Linked DNA regions of Sus scrofa: region 2 is linked to region 1. The links are chromatin contacts, called in public Hi-C maps. All regions are on one chromosome and are shown on one strand. Each heading gives the region's core, a stretch centred on a gene start, on an enhancer-like site or on the middle of the called end of the contact. The rest is flanking DNA. Distances are from core to core; before and after follow the strand shown. Region 1 holds the start of CCDC18 (coiled-coil domain-containing protein 18). Region 2 holds the start of MTF2 (metal-response element-binding transcription factor 2).

Evidence for each region. Hi-C and Micro-C count contacts between places; a contact is called where the count stands out from the background.
Region 2: a contact with region 1 is called in a Hi-C map of brain, with 3 times the contacts expected there. The contact joins the promoter of MTF2 here to the promoter of CCDC18 in region 1. A contact is called at or near these places in 2 of 5 promoter capture datasets (fetal liver and liver), 7 of 47 Hi-C or Micro-C datasets (alveolar macrophages, brain, embryonic fibroblasts and 4 more) and 2 of 2 datasets of contacts at active chromatin or transcription factors (alveolar macrophages and skeletal muscle).

Annotation. Positions count from the first base shown.
Region 1 is chr4:124,006,100-124,011,973 of Sscrofa11.1, reverse strand. CCDC18 (coiled-coil domain-containing protein 18) reads left to right here and starts at 1,683. Exons shown (of 32, transcript XM_021090190.1): 1 at 1,683-1,806; 2 at 3,226-3,410; 3 at 4,603-4,738; 4 at 5,501-5,675. The coding sequence starts at 4,605. It overlaps TMED5 (transmembrane p24 trafficking protein 5), which reads right to left and starts at 2,149. Exons shown (of 4, transcript NM_001243695.1): 1 at 1,804-2,149. The coding sequence starts at 1,983.
Region 2 is chr4:124,122,139-124,127,612 of Sscrofa11.1, reverse strand. It overlaps MTF2 (metal-response element-binding transcription factor 2), which reads left to right and starts at 3,175. Exons shown (of 15, transcript XM_003481511.4): 1 at 3,175-3,466. The coding sequence starts at 3,462.

The DNA of each region.
Region 1 (5,874 bases), core at 434-2,933:
GGGGCTCTTAATTGTAAGAGGTCAATAGTTTAAAATAGATTTCTTTCCCAATGCTTTGTTAAATACTGATGAATTTTGAACATTAAAATTGTTTTCTCATCTAGACTATTTATCTAACCCCATAGTTGGTTTCCTTACCTCTAACACTGCTCCTTAAATCTATCCTCCAACTGTAAAACATTTTTTACTGTTAGCACGCTGCCTAATCCTCAATGGCCCTTATGTAGAACAAGGTCAAAGCTACTTAGTATGGTGCACAAGCTTAAGATTTATGAGCCATGATCTAGCCTCCTAACCTCTTCAACCTTTTTCTTCTACTCCCACCCTAGACTTTACAGTCTTAAAGGTCCAACAAAAACTCAACACTTGTAGTGTCCACTACATATTGCCCACTGCTAAAACACTCACACTATGCATTTTCAGAACTCTCTCTTCCTTCTGTTCCTTTTCTTGAAATGCCCCTTCTTTCTTGCATTCCTGCTTCACTTAAGCATCTTTCTAAATTCAAATTTATTCTTCTTCAGGAAACCTTTTCTGAAACCCCAGAGAAGAAGCCCTCCTCCCACAGCAGCTATACCATACCTTATTGATACTACTTGTTTATGAACCAGTAACCCTTAAATATTAAGATCCTTGAAAAGGGATCTTTCTTTTGTCCCCTCCCCTGTGTCCGTGCCTCCATTCACTCGTTACTGGCACAGGGTAACATGTAAAGTTCAGTAAATTAACTTTTCAACTGGACTGGAAATCAAGAAATGTTGAGTTCCAGCCCGTTTTGCTAACTATGTGACTTTAGATACTTTACTCTCTATGCCTACCTTATACATCTATATATAAATAATCTAATTCTAAAGTTCCTTCTGATGAAAATTCTAAATAACTTTTAAAAACTCTACATGTGACAATATCTGTTACTGAAAGATTCTCTATATCAACCATAGAAAATTAACATTAAAAATTAGGTAGCCTGTATAAAAATTGAAAGATGAACTACACCAAGGCTGCTGTTTTTTTTTTTTGTTTTTTTTTTTCCAGTGCTACCTAGAAACATCGAAATCAGCTGTACTGGAGCTAACAAGATTTCTCCTAAGAAAGTACCCTCTACCAGAATGACTACATAGATTAAGGTAACTCCCTGTAACATTATGTAGACACTAAAAAGAAAACAATATGGGAGAAACGCTTAGAATGCTGACGAAAAGTTATAAAGTTCTAATAAACAATTAGATCCTATTTGGTTTTTAAATGATGGTTATATAACGGAGAAGGCAATGTACCATTAAACACATCAGTAACTCCTTTCAAAATATCCTCAAATAAGATTTAGTGAAAAATCACAGGGTCACAATTCAAAAATCCTTGAAGAAGTAATGACAGCGTAGACTCACAAAGCCGGATTTGGGTGAGGATGGTGGAAGTGATTAAAAAAGTGTCATCGTCTCGTCCAATGATTAAGAAGAACGTGTATTAGACCTGTATTGTGAAATCCGCCGTACTGGAGCGTGTACTGGCTAGAAAAACCTCAGGTGAATTATAAAACACAAAGAAAAACCGCCGACATCACCGGGGCTGGCCTCCTTCCGACCGGAGGAAAGGGGAGAGGGCGGGAGTCGATTCTAGGTCCCGCCTAACTTCCCGGTCCCCGGCGCGGCCAGGACCTCGCCTCCGCGCCTGCGCAGAGCTGCCCGGCTCCCCCCGCGGCCCTCGCCTCACCCCCCGCGGCTCCCCGGCTTCCTACGCCGGTGAGAGGCGACGACGTGCGGCGGGGCGAACGGAAGGAGGCTGGCTGCCCTCTGCACCTACTTGGTACTCGATCTCCAGCGAGGCCTTCAGGGGCATGGGCTGGTAGAAACACTCCTTCTGGCCGGCGGGAAGGGTGAACGTGAAGTCGCTGTCCAAGGAGGGCGTGAAGCCGGCCGCCGCGGGCAGCAGCAGAGCGGCCCAGAGGACCCCCGGGAAGGGCAGCCGGATCTTGTCGCCCATGCCTGCCGGGGCGGTCTCGGGCCGGAAGAGGCGTGGGAAGGGTGGGCTAGTGACGCCTGCGCCCCGCTTCGCCTCCCCGGGCTCCTCGTGGGCGGCGGGGAAAGCTGGAGCCTGAAGGAGGTCCGGGAGCCGGCCGCGGTGGAGGCGTGCTCCTCGGACGAGGAAGCGCCGGCCTGGGGAGCGTAGGCGCTGAGGGCGGGGCCAGCAGTCCTTTTCCACACCCTCCTCGGTCTCGGCGCCTCCAGCCCCGCGGGAGCGCGGCCCGCTTGACTCCCAGAAGACCGCAGCCTCCCATGGCTGCCCTCACACCAATGGGCGTCGTGGCGGTAGCTGTGGGAAATGTAGTTCAGGGAGCGAGCTCGGCCTCGCTCGCAGACCACAATTCCCGACAGGCCTCGGGGCCCGCGCGGGGGCGGGGCTGCGGCGGGGCGTCGCCAACGGCTCCCGCGGCGGTTCGAACGCGACGCCGCCGGGGTTCGCTGGTGTCCCGCGTGCAGTGTCGGGGGTTCCACGCTCTGGGTCCGGGAGAGGGGCGAGGTTTCCGAGCGCAGACGGGTGCGCCGGCGTCGGTGGGTCTCCCAACTGCGGCTTGGGTGGCGAGCGGCCTGCCGGAGGGGGTTGTGTTCCTTCCCCTCTGGTCCCCTGAGGCGCTTCTCCTGGGCCTCGCCCTTGCGCTTGAGCTGCTGCTCTGCAGGGTTGTGTTTTAGGTGAAGAGAGATGGAAAAGCAAGCTGTCGAGTTTTCCTCCGCTTGTTCCAGATGAACGAAGGACGCGTTTGTGTCAGATTGAGCGTTCTTGTCACAGCACGGTGCCCTCTCGGGTCACGGCCCCCTTGCAAAACGGGGAAGCCTTTTCGACCCCAGTCTCTGGTTTTACATCCCGGGAGTGAAGTGAACACTTGTGCTTCGGGGCCGTGGGTGTGCGTGGATATAGCCACAAACGCACCGTTATTTGGGCCGAAAGGCGTCAAGGCCTGGAGGTAGCATGATGTGCTTTTCCAAGATAGACTTGAAGGGGGGCAGACGCTTTATTTGAAGACAATAGAGAGCTCAGTCTGAAAACGAAAATATATTTGAACTTCAGACGTTTTCATTGATAACTTCAGAAGGGTTAGAGAATTCTTACATTAAAATGTATACAAGATGTTGGACATAAACCTGACTTAGTTGAAACATAAAATCGAATAGCATTGTAGAATTTGCCCAAATTTTCTTTACCCTTTTTACCTTCACTATCCTGTAGGGAACTAGAGATATTGAAAAGAAAAAGCAGCATGGGGACCTGATCCATTGACTTTTGTTTGGGAGCGTCTGTTTAAGCGGAAGCAAATTTGTGGAAACCAAAGAGGAAAGAGGAGAGAAACATTTTCTCTGCTAAGATTATAATAGCAGTTCATTTAAGTTTCTGCCACAGTTCCCTCTAATAAGGTGAGAGTTTTCTTTTTAATCTTCCTCCCTACATCTCAGAAATTTTGAATGAGGAACAATTTGTCGTATTATTTCAGCTAGGTTAGGGGAAGGAAGGACACTTTGGTGATCATCATTTATTTATTCCCTGAAAATACTGAGTTTGTCTAAGCACCTTAGAGTCCTGCACAAGATAACAGAGGACTCCTAACCTTTTGGAGCTTGAGATGTGGTCAGAATTCTAGAAGGGTGATGAAAGAGATGCTTCAATGACAAAGGTAAATGGGATCTGAAAGAGAAATGTAATTTTAAGATTATGCAAAAAGATGTATAGGAGTAGTAGAGATTATCAAACTTTCATCTTAATTGTATTATTATTAATGATATGTTTTAATACACAATAACTACACGTTAATTATTAACAATAACATGTGGTACTTTATTGCACATTTTATGTGCACAAGTACTTAGTAGGGAATTTCACAACCCTAGAGATAACATCAGTTGAAACAAAAGCTTATCTTTATATGTTTCTATGAGTTAGCCCGCTACATGCCATTTTGATCTCTGGTTGTGATGTGAATATGAGTGTGTGGTTTTTAAATTTTATAGCCATAGAAAATGGGAAAAGGGGGTAACCTTTATCTGGTAATTACCTTTAAGAAAATGTGAATGACTGTAGTGATATCAGTCTTGTCAGATGTATAGAATTTGTAACCTGATTATGTATGTTCTATCAGTTTATATTGGAATTAATGTGTAATAAAATGAAAAGAATTTAATAAGAATAATTTAAAGATCTTTGGACCTGGGTTCAAATCTTGGTTCCACCATTTACACTTTGTGTGACCCTGAACAAGTTATTTGTTTCCTTCTTAGTTTCTTTATCTTTAACATGGAATAAAAATACTTGGTTTACACAAATGTTAGAAAGGTTAAAGGTGCTTAGAAAAGGGCAACTATGATCACTAGACCCGAGCTATAATGAAAAATTGATTCATTGAAATTTTATTGAATTCTCCATTATTGCTTTACACTATAGAGACATTGATTGTTGCTAGGTGTTTGGTTTTACTTTGTTTTAAATTACCATGAAATATTTTGCAACATTTGAAATAGAAAAATGAGTTAAGTTTTATTAGTGTGAGAATATTTTAACTGACACCACAGATTCTTTCAGGCACGGTACAAGAAATTGATTTCTTTTTTTAAGAAATGGAATCTAGTTCATCAGACTATTACAATAAAGACAATGAAGAAGAAAGTTTGCTGGCAAATGTTGCTTCCTTAAGACATGAGCTGAAGATAACAGAATGGAATTTGCAGAGTTTAGGGGAAGAGTTATCTAGGTAAGTAAAATTACGTATAGAATTTTGAGTTATGACTAATTAATGAATGTAAAATGTTTGAATTTCATTATTTTACATTTTGTTTCTGATGTGTCCAGATTAGGAAATAATGTTCTCTAATTTTTTATGTAACTCTTCAGTTTAGGGAAAAGAATAGACGTGTTGGAGAGGCGTTTACATGTTAGGACCTTTACTACATTAGGATTCAGAGTGTAAAATATTTGTATAGGCTAATCTTTTATTACTATGACTGTTTTTGAAATCTTAAGTAATCATAGCATAGAGGCTTCAGAAACACATAGATCGCTAGGGTTTTTTTTTTTTTTTGCCTTTTCTAGGGCCGCTCCCACAGCATATGAACGTTCCCAGGCTAGGGGTCTAATCGGAGCTGTAGCCGCCAGCCTACGCCAGAGCCATGGCAACATGGGATCCGAGCCGTGTCTGCAACCTACACCACAGCTCATGGCAACACTAGGTCCTTAACCCACTGAGCAAGGCCAGGGATCGAACCCACAACCTCATGGTTCCTAGTTGGATTCGTTAACCACTGTGTCACAATGGGAGCTCCACAGATCGCTAGTTGAAGACTAATTATAGTTTATTTAAAAATTTCATTGAAATGCCTTAAGTTTGTATCTGGAATATTATATCCAGCGACATTCAGGTGCTTTTCTTTCTGTTTTCTTATTTAATGTATAGTAATTTAGAATGAACATTTAAAGTATCTTAAGAACTAAAATTTTTTTTTTCTTTTTTTTCTAGTGTTAGTCCAAGTGAAAATTCTGATTATGCCTTTAATCGTTCAAAGTCTGAAAGACTCATTCTGGAAGATCTTTCTCAGCCTAGCCAGTTTGGACTTTTGAATTACTTACCTTATAAAAAAGTTTGTAAAATGCCCAACTGTGGTGCTGATTTTCAAAAAAAGCCAAGAGATGAGGTTATTATTTTTAGACCTGTCTACTTCAAATACTTTTCTTTGAATTTTTTTCTTCAAATGCTTTGTTCATGTTTACCATAGTCTTTTACTATTATGCTCAAGACTCTTTAAACTTAAAAATAATGGTTCTTGTTCTATCCTGATAAGAGAGTAGTTATTTTGGTGTATTACTCAATTTTTAAACTTCTACATTTATTAT
Region 2 (5,474 bases), core at 1,926-4,425, 110 kb before region 1:
ATACAAATTGAAACCACAATAAGAAACCACTTCACTTACTCCCACTAAAGTGAGTAAAATAAAAACAATAGACAATAACAAGTATTGATGAGCATGTGGAGAAATCGGAACCCCCACATTGCTCACACTTTGGAAAACAGTTCAGCAGTATCTTAAAAAATTAAACATAAACCTACCATACAATGCGGCAATTCCACTTCCAGGAATCTATCCAAGAAAAATAAAAACAAGTATCTACACAACACTTGTACATAAATGTTCATAGCAGCATTATTCATAATAGTCCCAAACTGGAAACAATTTAGATGTGCATCAACTGGTGAATGGATAAACGAAATATGGTACATTCACACAGTGAAGTACTATTCAGCAATACAAAAGAAAGAACTAGAGGCACATGGTATAACATGGATGAACCTCAAAAACATCATATTGAGTGAAAGAAATCAGACTATAAGAATCCACTTACATAAAATGGCTGGAAAAGGCAAATCTATAGAGACAAATAACAGATTGCCTGGGATTGGGAGTCGGACCAGGTCTTGAGAGTAAATGGGCATAATGAATTTTTTTAGGATGGTAGAAATGTTCTAAAACTGGATGGCACTCTTATAGTCACTGCTTGTTGTCATTTAAGGACCCAAACTGATAGATGTTCTACTTCAACACTTGCTTCCATGATCACTACAGCAGGTGGGAGGAGAAGGTGCCTCTGTCTCTTAAAGATTTTCCTAGAGAGTGATTCACTTTCCCTTCTATTTTAGTGGTAAAAGCAAGTTACATGGCCATACCTAGCTTTAACGGTGCAAAAGACTGCATTTTCACTTTGTGTCTGGAGGAAAGGAGAATGAGAATTTTTGTAAACAACCCTTATGACTATAACGGAAATACATAACAATAAAGGGTACAGTTTACTCTGGAGTTATTTTGCTTTGCACTTCCAGGAGCTTGACGAATGTTTCTTCTCAAGGTTCTCATCCACTGCATGTTGCTTAGTTAACAGAAATTTCTAAGAACACAGTTACAGACATTCTTTGCATTTTACTGCAACTCCCTTAGTGCCCTTGACTCCCTGAGCACCTGGCTTCCTTAACTTGGATGACTACACTTTTGTACTTCTATGTTTACATAGGAAAACAGCAAGCCTCTTTTTCCCCCTTCCAAAAGGCAGGCATCATTGACTTCTCTAAAATATAAGAGATTAGAACACTTTCATGTGGCTAAAGAGGCCAAAAGTTAGACCAATAAATGGAAATTATAGAAGGGCAGACTATATATCTACATAAGGAATAATTTTCTAATTAGCATCTGTGCAATTGCATTGGCTGCCTCTGAGGTGTCAAACCACCAAAGATTTTGAAATTGAGGCTTGATGACCACTTGATATAACAGTCAAGATAAATGAGGAGAATTTAAACCAAATAATTCTCTAAAACTGATTTTTTTTTTTTTTTTTTTTTTTTGTCTTTTCTAGGACCGCTCCCACGGCATATGGAGGTTCCCAGGCTAGGGGTCTAATCGGAGCTGAAGCTGTCAGCCTACACCAGAGCCACAGCAACACAGGATCCGAGCCGCGTCTGCGATCTACACCATAGCTAATGTCAACACCGGATCCTTAACCCATTGAGCAAGGCCAGGGATCAAACCCGCAACCTCATAGTTCCTCCTCAAATTCGTTAATCTCTGTGCCACGACGGGAACTCCTCTAAAACTGATGTTTCATGATTAGGCTTAGCTGCAGAACAAGTACACCTGTTTGTACTATATTTATCCATTTTTGGACTGCATCTATACTTGTCAAGTCAAGCTCTATTCAACCAAAAGTGAAGGGCATTGAAGACAAATTTATGAGACATCATGTTATCATTCAATGTGAAATTTAAAGGTAAAAGAGGAGTTCCCATCGTGGCGCAGAGGTTAACAAATCCGACTAGGAACCATGAGGTTGTGGGTTCGGTCCCTGCCCTTGCTCAGTGGGTTAACGATCCGGCGTTGCCGTGAGCTGTGGTGTAGGTTGCAGACGCGGCTCGGGTCCCGCGTTGCTGTGGCTCTGGCGTAGGCCGGCGGCTACAGCTCCGATTCAACCCCTAGCCTGGGAACCTCCAAATGCGGCGGGAGCGGCCCAAGAAATGGCAAAAAGACAAAAAAAAAAAAAAAAAAAAAGTAAAAAAAATAAATAAATAAAATTAAGGTAACAGAGCTCACTCTGTCTTCTTTAACAGACTAAAATTTTGATTAGGATTTCAGGAGAGGCAAAGGAGTAGAAGGGTATGACTAAAACGGTGTGAATAAAATGACTATGTGAATTTGCCAAATTCTGAGACCTTAGGCTGAGGGGAACTCCTTTTGAAATAGGAGTAAAGTGAGTTTAGACCACAAGAGGTACTTTTTCAGAGAAAGAAAAGACACGGTACTAATTATCCCTGCGCTGTTATATGAGACGAAAATATAAAATGATTTTTTAAATATTCTGACAACGTTATAAACAAAGGTACCACACGCGGCGACTAAGAGGAGCTGGGTTTCATCCACGTAGAAGTCACAGAGACACGCTCGCAATCTGTCACTTGGGACCTCTATCGGCAGCAGGCTCAGGGTCTGCCCTGGTACGAAAAAGTTCTGTCCTCCTACCAGAAACCACTTGGCACGAGAGTATTCTCAGATTTCATCACAATTGGTAAGGATCTGCAAAGCACACAGGCAGAGACACCTTTCACCCGCAGGGGAAAAAAAGTCCGAAAGCAGCTCCTGACAGGAAGGAATTTGGGGCCGAGCAAAATACAATTCTGACATCCAGGGTCTCTTCCCCGCTGAATGAAATTCCAACAGCAGGCCTCAGGGAGAAGAGAGAAGAAACGCGCTTAATCTACGATTTTCTCCACAGAAAAGAAATGAGCGGGCCAAGACGCAGGGAGCACCGTCCCACTTCTCAGGAACAGAACCTGCCCGGGCCAAGTTGGACCCGACCTGCCCCCCTGGAGCAGCCGCTGCGGCAGGGCTGCCGACGGCCGGGAGCGCAGCCCTCACTATTGTGTTAGCGCCGGCGGCGGAAGGACTTAGCCCCACCGCAAAGTTAAAGAGTCCTTCTTTGTTCAGCCCCGGCCGCGGACGCAGGGCGCGGTGTTCCTCCGCGCTCGCGCCGCAGTCCCCGCCCCCTCGCGGCCCTGGAGAGCTGCCATTCGGCCGGGAGTCGCTCCGCGCTCCCAGAATGCACCGGCAGTCCGCGGGAAACCAAAATGGCGAAGGGTTGTAGCGAAGTGGGCTGTGTTTGAGGCCGGTTTAGAACGCTCATTCTGCCCCCAACCCTCGTCCCCAGGACCTCGGTTTGTGCGTGTGTTTGTGCGGGGTGCCCGGTGGGGCGGGTGCCCAGTAAGTGCTCGGACTCGCAGGGGAAGCCCCCACGGGGTCGTGATTGGTTCTTTTTTCCTGTATGAAGCGGTTGGCACCACTGAAGTGACCGAATGAGGTGAGAGACCTTGGCCTGGGAACCAGGCTCTTCCGGAGGAGGTGGAGGGGGTGGGGAGGAGAAAGAAAGGAAGCAAGTATAAAAGGGAAAGATGGAGGCTCGAGGTGGGGGTGGGGGTTCCAGTACGTGTATGGGGGTGCCTTGCCTGCATGTACATGTTGAAAAGAATGGATGGAAAGGAGTAGTCAGTTGGGTGTTGGAGCAAATAGGGACTAAAGGAGCGAGCAGGGCGTTGGGGAAGTCGGTTGGAGGAACAAGATGAAACGTTGAGACGGGGAAGCTGTGTTTGGAGGGGCAGGAAGGAACCTGGGGGCGGGAGACGGTTGGAGGGGCAGGATGAACCTGGTGATGAGGGGGTGGGGAACTGAGGGGAGGAGCCGTTAGGAAACGGGGAGCGAGGGAGATGTGGGGACCAGAGCGAAGGGGTTGCCTGGGACCTTGGGAGGCGCAAAGGGAAGTAGCAGCTTGGAGCCGGAGGGTGATGGAATTGTACAGAATTGGAGAACGGGGGTAGAGTAGACGGGCAGGATGGAGTGTGGGGATAAGGGGAGTAAGGATGGGGATAAGTAGCGCCTGAGAGCAAGCCCTGAGGCTTAAAGGGAAGAAGTGGGAGGGAAAGTGAGAGATGCGGGAGAGGAGCCTACCGAAAATCTGGGGCAATTCTTCTCTTTAAATAAATCTAACTCCTGTGCTCGCTCGGATGTAGCTTTGTATTGTAGTCATTTTTTTTTTTATCCCTGAGGTAATTACAGTTGAAGGGATTTTTAGCTAATTTGCCAAGATTTCTGAACATGTTTTAGTAGTGCCAGAACTCTTAACTGTGTGTGTTTTACAATCTGGCGTCCTTAGTTGCGAGAATTTTTCTTTGGAAGCAACTGGAGGGAACAGATGGAATTATCGGGGTGATGTGACGAACAGTGAGGGTTCCCGAACAATGGAAAAAGGGATATGGAATGCTGTTCTGTTCTTTAAAACGTGGGACTTTGGTTAAGGCGAGAACCATTTACTCATTGGAGTATGAAAACCTAGGTAGGCCTGTAGATGACATCAGAAAGCACCATGTGAGGTCGGTATAGAACTAGAAATATGTAAATAGTGCCTGATTTAATTTGACTCCAGATGCTCCGGTAGTAGTAACTTTCTCCTTCAGATTGATTCCATGTGAGCCTCTGTACACCTTGCCTACAGGCTGGTTTCAATTTCCATGTGTTCTTTCTCTCTTGAGAATTCCTTTTTTGGGTAGTCGAATGCAAAGACAGTGAACTTAAAAGTATTTAACGTGAATAAAGTAAAATGTACATAAATTATTGAGTAACCTTTTCAAAGATTTGAAGTTCTTTAAGTGGAGCCATTTTGACTAACAGCTTTAAGTACCCAGTAGTTTTGGCAAGGAAAGAGACAGAAATTTTTTTTATTCTTGAGATTTGGAATGTTGTTCACCCTCCAAGCGTTTGTAGTGACAGCTTGCAAAGGGAGTGCAAAGTGAAACTTTTTGTTTTTGTTTTTTTAGGTTCCTAAATATAAAAATCTATTTGAATTCATATTTTAAATTTGCTCACCTTCAGTTTTTTTGTAAGTACTAAAAATATTCTGAAATATTTGAATTAAGAGTGCACCTGTTTCCTGATACTGCGTATTCGTGTTAATGGGCATTAACGGAAATCTATACCTATCAGGATGAAATGCACACACAATTTTAGAGCTGGAAGTGTAGAAATCATCTGGTTAAACTTTTTTCTAGATAGAACAAAATATTAAATTACGCTTTTAATTATGCCTACTACCTGAAAGCTCAGTTAGGAAAGAAATTTTATTCTGCGTATTTTGCTATGGGTCATAAACTGATGTTGTGGATTATAAATATGCCTTTTCATTAGGTCTTTGACTGAAAGGATAACTTGCTTATATTTCAGATAATCTTTACATCTGACTTTAGGAAACTGGCAGTCTAGTGATAATCTGTCTTAACAGATGGGGAAATTGGCCTCTGAGGAGTTGCCATGACCAA